Linked DNA regions of Bombyx mori: region 1 is linked to region 2. A link is a contact called in public Hi-C data. All regions are on one chromosome and are shown on one strand. Each heading gives the region's core, a stretch centred on a gene start, on an enhancer-like site or on the middle of the called end of the contact. The rest is flanking DNA. Distances are from core to core; before and after follow the strand shown. Region 1 overlaps LOC692674 (transcriptional activator cubitus interruptus). Region 2 holds the start of LOC692674 (transcriptional activator cubitus interruptus).

Region 1 (5,080 bases), core at 2,278-4,777, 41 kb after region 2:
ATAAAACAAAAGGGCAGCGCGTAAAGGAATAGTGCCGGACACGAATTATCGATAATCCTACGCTTTCTTCAATAATGGCCGGGGCGGAGAACGCGCCATACAAAACGAGAACCAAGAAAACCAGGTATATTGTTATTACAAAGCGACGGATACGTGTAATGAACGCACGCACGATTGGTGTGCGCAAATTGTTAGGTGAGCGTCGGTAAACTTAAAATGAGACGTAAGTGGACTTGAGAAGTGGAAGTCGACTCCTTGTATTGATTGAAATGATGTCTACGCCTACACGCGTACGAGAGTCGCATCGAACAGATATCTATCTGCCAGTTTATGGGTGGGTAGTTATAAAAACTTTTTATGAGATAATTAAATGTAGTTTATAATAAATGTTTTTTTTCGAAAAACAATGTTCCTTGTCAAAGAAATTAGTGAGTGTGGTAAGATGGGTGAATGAGTTCACGCTTCATCTGAAGTTAAGTGGTGACTAGAATTCGTGGACCGTTCAAACGGAAACGCATGACTGTTTCGCTAGAGGAATAGACAGGGTGGTGGTAACTTCTCGTGCGAAATTACAATACCCTACCATAACGGCCGTCTGGTGTAGTGGTAAGTGACATGGTCACTACACAAGGGGGTCGCGGGTTCGAATCCCGCCAAGGGAAGATATTCGTATGATAAATATAAATGTCTTTTCCAGGGTTATGGATGTATATTAAATATATGTATGTGTATAATAAAAAATCTTACATTTATTTCCGTTATCTGGTACCTGTAACACAAGTTCTTTACGAACTTATCACGGGACCAGTTAACGTGGCGTGATTGTTAGTAAATATTTATTTATTTATAACTATGTTTCAATATTAGCCACTTTTTTTTATTTAACTTTTCATTGATTTCTCTAAATGTTCTCACAGAATGAAACTAAGCAGTAACTTCGCCGTGAAAATTGAAGTCACACATAAAACGTCGCACCGTTTTATTTCGAACGAATCATAACGATAGCGACGTGTAGCTCTCCAACGTATATAATTTAGTAAGGATTGAGTTATTAGTAGCGCGTCCCGAGATATGGGCACAAACGAGTACATGTTTAATGTTTTCGGTTTTTTCGACGACTTAATGTTCTTTTGATATGGTGTGTCAACCAAGACTTCGACATGGCAGATGATCTGGCGCGATAACGTCGTGCGTATATGCGCTCTCGAGCTGTTGCTATCAATCATGTTTGACTTGATAATCTAAAACTTCCCTTTCCCCTATGTTCCTGGTGGGGCATGTTAATAGGCTGCCTGTCTTAGTCGGGAACTAATCGTGCGTTACAAAGGTCAGAGTAATTTTAGTAGGGGATTGTATTGACGTCTATTAAAATATAGTAAGATTGTAAACTGATCTACGTGTATATGCTAATAAGATATATTTCGTTTGAAACACGCTTTTATTAGCTTAATTTTCACCAATTTCAAAGTCCGATTAATTTTAGATGTTGCAAGTGAATCAAAGACAGATGACCATATCGACGCTTGAAAGGCAAACGTGACTAAGCGACAATGCTTGAATTTTACAGTAGACTAATAATTTAAAGTTGAAATACCTGAAAACAAAATTTATTTTAACGAATCTAGCTGTAGTAGAATCTAGCTAGTAGTTGTAGGATTGAAATTATTTTAATAGACCTAGAAATATATATTTTATTTTTTGCGCATCGAATATGGTTATTGCCTATCATTTATGTATAAAGCAGTTATTGTCGCTTAGTCACGTTTGCCTTTCAAGCGTCGATATATTAATTACTCGATTGATATCGAGACAAGAATTTTTAAAATCATATTTTAGTCTATTTATTTGTAAATTGAGTCATTGTTTGGTAAGGCGATGAAATTCCAACCACTTTACCAGGTGTTTTAGTTTACAATTTTTATGGTAAGCTACGCAATGCTACCCATATCGATATGCTTGTCTCTCCCAGTGAAAGTTTAAGAATGAAATCATGTCACACGCGTACCCGTTGGATATTGGAGGCAGCGATCATCGTAAACTCTGTAGCCTACGACAATGTCCTTAATTAAACGTCGTATCAGAATTTTACCCTTACGAATCGCCTTATTTACGTCTCCGTAGCTACAGACCGGATCCGTGGGTGTAGCATCGTCGCTTTCTTACGACTCTTTTGAATTGATTAAGGCGTTTTTTTTTTTATCTCGCATTGTAGGGTAATCACTGCATGTCTTTATCGCGGCTAATGATCTCGGATTAACATGTACCGGGACGGTGTGATGACGAGTTCAAAATTTAAATTGTCTTCCCGAGTACATCGTCGATTACACGCTCGGAAACGGCTCCATCTAAAATGGTTTTTATGAATTACGTGCGTGGAGAAATTGTTCATCAAATGTTTAAATCTTTTGTAAAGGCTTTTTACGAAGGTCGAATTAGTTTCATAAGAACACAAAAGCGGTTTGAATGTTTACCCTAAATTCGTGTGATAAGTTGTTGTCGTGGCCTCCTACCAGATTCTGCTTCATATTTTTTCGTCAATTTAATTGTAATAAGTTTATCAAAGTTTCAGATCATTAACTCGGATCAAGACCCTGTGAATAGAGATCTCCTATGAGAGTCATGCGTTATTAAGAAATGTTTTCGTATAAAATACGCAGCGTCATCATCTGTTTGTTATTCAATACGAAATATAAAAAAAGCGTCCGTACTAATAACCGAGTGAGTTGCTATTCGTTCATTGGAAATTAATTAATTAATATTTTCATTTATACGTCTATATATAGTTAGGTACTTCGATTATTATATCATTAAAATTCCGGAGTGAGATCTCACTCGGACAACGGCGGCAGATCTATTTAAAAACTTAAATTCTGACAACGGTTAACTTCGTTCCATAAAAAAAATAAAAGGATATTTTTGAACATTTGAATTCGAAAGCGGGACCGCGAAACGAGTCCTAACGAACTTTAAATTTTTTTTTTTTTTTTATTCCTTTTCTCCACGCTGGCAAGACAGCATGTCGGCGCACGAGAGTCGCTTCGGGCGTTTTCGGTGTAATTTTTTTTTCTCGTAAGACTTGCCTTCGCCGAGGCTTGTTCTTGCGGGTAATGGCTTCATTATACCACACTCCAGGTCTCGGAAAGTCCTCGCAAAAACCGGCCACGCTCACAGAAAAGATAACGAACAGACTTAGTTTTGAAAAGAAAAAAGAAGTTAACTTAATTTTGAGACTAACAAATTCCTAATTCAAAATTCCTAACTTAATGAATTTGCTGTAAGTGGTGATAGGGCATTCGCACAAGCGAAGCGATACTGTCTTCGCACTTATTCATATTTCAAGGTAAGCGCGCTTATAAGCTCCAGTCACATATTACTAGATGAGCCGTGAGCTAGTTTAGCGTAATAAAAATTAAATTTTCATTATTCGTTTTATTACTTCGTCCAATACCCTTTCCATTAAATACACGACACACTTATAATTAGGCTCACAATATGAGCAATCGGAGAATTGTCATCGCTATAATTGAGTGCTATTTTATCATCACGGAGGTCCTCAATCAGGGTATGTAATGACAGGGTCTCCCGCCAGTTACTTTACCTCCGAGTCTGAAGCTTGATTCGTTTTATTTTTCGCCTTATAATTAAGTGTGCAGTTTCGAGCGCTCTCAAGTATTTCTCGGAATCAATAATTCGTACTTACGTTAACACTCAGAGATCTTTATGCCGGCAAAGATGATTTTGTGTGTGAGCAAAAAAAATTATCGAATTTCGAATTTTATGACTAAACTTAATCCCGTTCACGTTCACAACGAGATGTCGACTTCAGATTAAATAATAACAAACAACCCTCGACGTTTTATACTTGCCGAACAAAAACAACATTAATCTGTGCACAGCACGGTGTTTATCTCTATTCAGCCATTGAAAAGGTGCAATAAATATAGTGAACACACGTCGGGCAATTGAAACGCATACTACTTAATAATCGCTGGCGTGCAAGTACGCGGTTCGCACACGACTCTCGCTCCGTGTGGCCGGCGCTCGCGAGTCGAGACTCGATTTTATCGATACCGCGTGAACGTCACTTCCCCGTCACTATTTTATTGACAGCCGCGTTATGGGATGTGGCTTTAGAAACCGAATAGGATGATTGGGCGGGTTTGTTAATCTTTTTGTGTGTAATTACCGCTATTATACTATGCCTTGTTGGATCAAACGAACAAATAGTATTAATTGCGGAATATTCAATTTTTTGTTGTAAACTATTTTGCTATTTTTCATCACTTTCTTTTTCAAATTACAGACGTAAGTCCAAACAAAATGAAAACACTCGAAAAATTTAAAATATGTTAACTTAACTATGCGATTTATTATTTGTTAAATGAAAATAAGTTAATGATTCGTGTTAATGACTTAAAAATAAAATCCCGCTTAATTTTCAAAAATCGATCAGACTGAAATTCTACTCAAGAAAATTAAATTACGAACGTCAAAGAATTTCAAATTCAAAAAGGTTGAATCGAGTGAAACGGCCAGTGTTCTAATCGTTTCGATCATCAGTCACGTGTGGTCGACTGAAATCGATTGTATCGATACCGTGCGAAAACACGGTGTGACAACGCCACGGCCGGTTTGTTCGCGCCGTGTTGTACGTACATTTAATTTAATGTCCATACGTGGTCGGATCATGTGATAAGTGCGATCGGATGGATTCATGTTCGAGGGTTCCGTATTAGCATAATAGAAAAAAAAATCGATTTAATTTTAAATATTTCAATGATAACACTAATCGATTATGTGCGACCTTATTTTATGTGTAAATTAAGACGACATTGGACTCCAGTATCAATGTCATTATCCACCACGGAGAGGACAGGAAAGAATGGAGGAACATCGAATAAAAGTGCTCCATAAAGGTCACGACCCTCGGCACTGAGGAACACGATGCGAAGAGGAGGATGTGACCTCAGCCTCTTTAGGTATTGCCATATTATCCATCATCTTATTTTACCACACTCATTTTATTTTAACACGTATCTCTCTTCTTAATTCTCCAAATTTCTTCAACCTATTTGTATCT
Region 2 (5,525 bases), core at 826-3,325:
GATTTATTTTATCCTAATTTGCAAAAATCACTTACGTTGTAAAACCTTCTTCTGTTTGTCTGTATGAAGACAACGTGACGCTAAACTTCTAATAATAAATTAAATAAGACTTGTAGACAAATTTCATTTTCTTAAATCCTTTATCCATACACACGCACACAAATACACACACACACACACGCACACACAATTATTTTACAGGTCCTTACCACGATTTTTATATTTCAGGAATTCCCGATACTTCGGAGCGGTTGCGATGACTCGTCGACTCGCCTTAACAACGTAAACCCACAGTATTGAGAGTTTTTTCTGAACACTATTCGAGTTCCAGTGGTAACACCAAAAAAACTGACTAGAAAGAAGGTTGACAGACTTTTCTGCGCCCAACATCCTATGCCAGTCTTCACTCTTCAGTCTATCCGTGATTGTGGCGCTTGCAACACGTCGATTTTGATTTATGAGGAACTCGTGAAATTTGAAAATCGGGGTGAGAGCCCATCTGCGTTATGTAGTCGTGAAAATTTAAAACAATCCTTAATAGTACATAGTTCAATACACCCAAAGATTTCCCATGTGTACCTAATCCTTAAAATAATATGAGGTATGATAATTAAACCACAATTTGTAAATTAATTTTGCGAGTAACATGTCAACTTAGGCAAGACACCAAATTCTAAGATAAATCTTTAATATATCTAGACGGATGGCAAGGTTATAAAATTTGAGTTACAGTAATTTTTGTTATTCATTAGATTCTAATTGAAGAGGTCGTGGCCTGAAGGATAAGACGTTTGGTGCATTCGTATCTTGCGACTGTGCCGGTGTTCAAATCCCGCAAGCAGATACCAATTCTTCTAATGAAATACGTACTAACAAACGTTCACGACTGACTTCCACGGTGAAGGAATAACATCGTGTAATAAAAATCAAACCCGCAAAATTATAATTTGCGTAATAAATGGTGGTAGGGCGTTTTGTGAGTCCGCACGGATAGGTACCACTACTCTGCCTATTTCTGCCGTGAAGCAGTAATGTGTTTCGATTTGAAGGGTGGGACAGCTGTTGTACTGTTAAAACTAATAATACCTTAGAACTCTTGCCTTAGGTATACGGCATTTATGTTGTCTATGCGCTCCGGTAACCACTTAACACCAGGTGGGCCGTGAGCTCGTCCACTCATCTAAGCAATAAATAAAATGTTGCAGTCAGTTTGGCTAATACAGTTATTATTAATAAAACCCGATTAGTATTCACAATATGTGCAACACTAATCAATGTATTATAATAAATACGGTCGGAACAATCAATTTACGTAGATCTTATGTTTGAGAAATTCGGTATTAGGCTTTAAACTTTAAAGTGATCTTCAAATTAGATTTCGATAAAAACTTCCTGTGCGGTAAATAGCAAAGTTACATAAATGTATCTATTTAATACTACAAAACTCGATGATATATAGATTTTATTAACACATGGAATAAATTGAAAACTATTAAAAATAAACTAAATTCAAAGGTTCGAATAATTTTTTTCAATACGTTCTTTTTTTTTCTTAAATTGATTATATCCAACTTAATATTAATTGTATTAAAAGATTCTTATTGACCAAATTAATTTTCTAGATTACCCAGATTAAGCATTATTGCCTTGAATCAACTAACACCTGCAATTAGTGTCAGACCTCCCACTCACTGAGTTATTTTAAACGTCCACTAGACTCGATAAAAAACTTTTATCGACCATGCAAATTCATGAATTATCTTTGTTTATGTTAGTGCATCATTCAGCATAGCGCTGAGGAAATGCGATTAAGACATTATCTGGTTAGCACTATCCCCGCCAGAGAGAGACAACGAAAAAATTCGTTTCCATGTTATTTGTATTGAAATAACTCTCAGTGCGAGCGGGACGTAATTATTGAAATGTCACGTTCGACGCGTGTGTAATGAGAAAACGGCTGTCTCTTTCGCTCCTGACGTTTTACAAACGTTTATTGTCATGTTACTGTCTCGTTTCGACGGGCGAGATTGAGATGGAATCGCCGTCCGTGTCCTCCCGCAGACCCGCTGGCCGGCCGCTATTACTATTCTATGTCGGCTCGGGCCGCGTCGATAGTGGACGTGTTCGTATTTTAATTGATTTGAAATCGTTATTATTTCTTAAATAAAAAAAACAAACATTTTGAAACCACGCGAACGGTTATTGCCGTGGGTGTAAAGTGACTATTTATTTATTTATCCCGCTGTGACAAATAGTTTTATTTTTGGTTTTATAAATTGACAAGTGAGCATGTGTTATGTGCGGTATTTATTATTATGCGAATGGATTGCTTTGCCGGCGATATAGTTTGACACGAGATGACCCGACTAATGAAGATATTTTTCTGTAAGTCATCTGAATTCACTTAATCGAATTTATTCTTAGTAAAAGTTTAAAATAATTCACAGCTCGACAAAAACGATTTTATGAATTACCTGTTTTTCTTTTTTTTGTTTTCAAATGTAACGCTGAAAATGCATTGAAATATATTTTTAAAAGTGACAAGTGAAGTTAAAAGTTCTGAACATGTGGCTCGAGTATTTTGTACCTGCTACGATTTTGGTCGAAAAGGGATTGGACTTTTTGTGTGTTCAAAAACAAAGGAGAGACCAGGACGACGGGGAGCCCATGTTGCAGTTCAGTCACGTTTTTCGTTATTCCCGGGATTGACCGGAGTTTTTACATTTTATATGTCACTTCTGAACAGAGAGGATTACGTATTTAACATTTCTTAAATTCAACACGTATAAGTTTTGATTCTCTGAAGCGGGACGGATGTAAGCTGAATAATGGAAGATATTATTTTGATTTATCGTTATAAGAGACGTTTTATGATTATCTTTTTTGTTAAAAAAACGAATGTGAATATTTTGATACACTGCGCTTACATTACCTATTCTATAAACTTGGCTGCATATAAATACGCAAATAAATTACATCATAGTTTCTCGTTAATTGTTAAAAAAGAAAAAGCAGAAGAATTTGTTAGATCATATCTCTAAAACCGAAACCCCAAATGCTAGTTACGTCAGATATATTATGAGATAATTTAATTTTGACCGTGAACAAAACCTGATATTATATCATTTTAATAAATATAATAATGAGATGCAGGAAATCAAATCGATAGTACAATTTTACAATGAATACAAAATCGTTACCATTTCAGCCTGTATTTTCTCGATATAGTTTGTCGAACGTAGCTTGATACGCAAGAAAGTTGGGAAAGTGACATTAGTAAGATTGGGTTCTGGTCGATCAAAAAATCCATTATCGAACGACGATGAATATTCTTTTAAATAAATCGCGTTAAATTTGACAAACAAAATAATAAAAAAAATCTTGCCTAACTTCAATAATTAACTTTTAATTCTCTGAAACATTAGATCAATTTTTCATTTTTGTTCCCCGCTTAGTATTTGACTGGTAAATCATGTACTATGTGAAGTTAAAGCCATTGTCCACCTTAAGGGATGAGATCGGGGTCGCTATTACAATCAAATACCTACTGATGATTCCAATCTTTAGAGTTTAAGCGAATCGTCTTTACACTTTCGTAATTAATTGATGGCAGAAAGGGCCATGTACTTATCAACTTTTCCTCCTACCTATGCTGATAGCCTTCCGGAGTGATGCTAACACTGGCTCTAGCAAGAGCAGTGCTTCGCAGAATCTACCACCGGATCGGAAACGCGACCCACTGAGAAGATCCGGCGAGAAACTCAGTGGGCTGTGTCTATGGGTTAATTCGCTCGTCGACGGGTTCGACGAGAACGGTTACTACCGGTACTATCAATAAGCACCGGGCTTAACATGAAAAATAAACACACATGTGACATTGTGATATTAATTATAAATGGCGGAAATATTACAAACGCGCCATTTGAAGGCAGCCGCTTGGCTGTGCCCCTGGCATTGCATCAGCAACCTCATACCATGAGAGACATTGATCATACACCATCAGGCATCGATATACTCGATAACTTATAATCAGAAAATGAAATGACTTTCTTTAAATAACAATTTTACATGTCGTTCTTCAAACGAGGCTTGCGGAGAGTACTTAATGGTAGGCAGCAACTTGGCTCTGCCCCTGGCATTGCTGTCATCTATGAGTGATGGTAACTATCAGATGGGCCATATGCTCGACTACCCACAAAGGCCATAAAAAAAATAAGATTTTAAAATACCTTAGGGTTACCGCTTAGCTTTGCTTCTGAACATTATTTATGTTCACTGGCTATGTCCACCGGTCACCGTCCTCGTCGAACCTATTGCTTACGACGAAGGGCTCAACGAGTGAATTAACCCATAGACACAGCCCACTGAGTTTCTCGCCAGATCTTCTCAGTTGGTCGCGTTTCCGATCCGGTGCTAGATTCTGCGAAGCACTGCTCTTGCTAGGGCCAGTGTTAGCAACACACCCGGTTTGAGCCCCGTGAGCTCACTTACACGTCAAGGAGAAGCTGATATAGCCTCTCAAGACTATCAGCTTAGGTAGGAAAACTAAGGCTATGTCCACAAGTCAGTAGTAGTGGTAGGTGAATTATGAGTTTGTACGCACAGGCACGTATTCACCATCACCCTTCGTATTTCTTCAAAGCAGTCATATGTTTCGGGGTAAATGATCATCCATCTGTTAGTATTAAAAAGAAATTCCGTATCCTAACGCGGGCGGCGTTATTCGCGATGTCCGGGGACCCTAGTAACAACTTACCGTGAAGTGGAATATGAAAGCCGCATTATCACGAGATACGCCTTTTCGAGATCACGCCTTTTCGAGTTCTCTTTTTTTCTGGGCCGGGGCTGACCCTTCTACGAGGTCCCCGCGCCTTAAGGAAGACGCTTGACCCCGCATAATCGGTTTTTTTTAATTGTCAAATTAGTCGGAGTGAGAAAAACATTGCTAAAATAATTTTCCAAAGCCATATTAATGTTATCGTATCAAAAATTACTAGTCGACTCCCTTAGTTTTAGAATTACCGTTCACATTTTCTGCCTGCTTATTTGAAAATTGATACTTCTGGTGACATATATGATACTCGTTTTGAGGTTATCATTACTAACTATACAGCTAATCTAAGAATGTACGATTCGCTTCGTATTGTTTTATTTCAACCCAAAAATGGCTTAGACATCATTGCAATTCCCGCCATGCACTTTTAAAATGTCAAAGTCAAACGTCAAATTTAAAAATAGAATAAACGATAAATTAAAAATCAAAGAATTCATAGATTCACGAATCGTCCCGAACTTGCACGAGTTTACCCGAAAGCTACATGTTGACCCGATCGTTTCGATCACGAACGCTTTAAGATAAAGCAATGATTTGTTTCCATCGCACACAGAGAAATTATTCTGAGATGTTATTTATTGAATTGCAAGTTATAATTAAATGTTATTGAATTGATATATTGACTATTTTTATTTTCGTTGTCGCCCGAGGACGTTTCTAGAGATTCTGAACGATGAAACACGTCAAGTTT

What was found. Hi-C and Micro-C count contacts between places; a contact is called where the count stands out from the background.
Region 1: a contact with region 2 is called in a Hi-C map of middle silk gland, with 1.4 times the contacts expected there. The contact joins the enhancer-like site here to the promoter of LOC692674 in region 2. A contact is called at or near these places in 2 of 7 Hi-C or Micro-C datasets (middle silk gland and whole pupa).

Annotation. Positions count from the first base shown.
Region 1 is chr27:6,473,829-6,478,908 of ASM3026992v2, forward strand. The region is part of intron 1 of LOC692674 (transcriptional activator cubitus interruptus); the gene reads left to right. Among protein-coding and RNA genes, the nearest start is that of LOC134201515, 18 kb to the left of the region's middle. Within about 2 kb of position 3,528, at least 7 of the 8 cell types and tissues checked have open chromatin away from gene starts, as enhancers often do.
Region 2 is chr27:6,433,808-6,439,332 of ASM3026992v2, forward strand. It overlaps LOC692674 (transcriptional activator cubitus interruptus), which reads left to right and starts at 2,076. Exons shown (of 21, transcript XM_062676509.1): 1 at 2,076-2,385.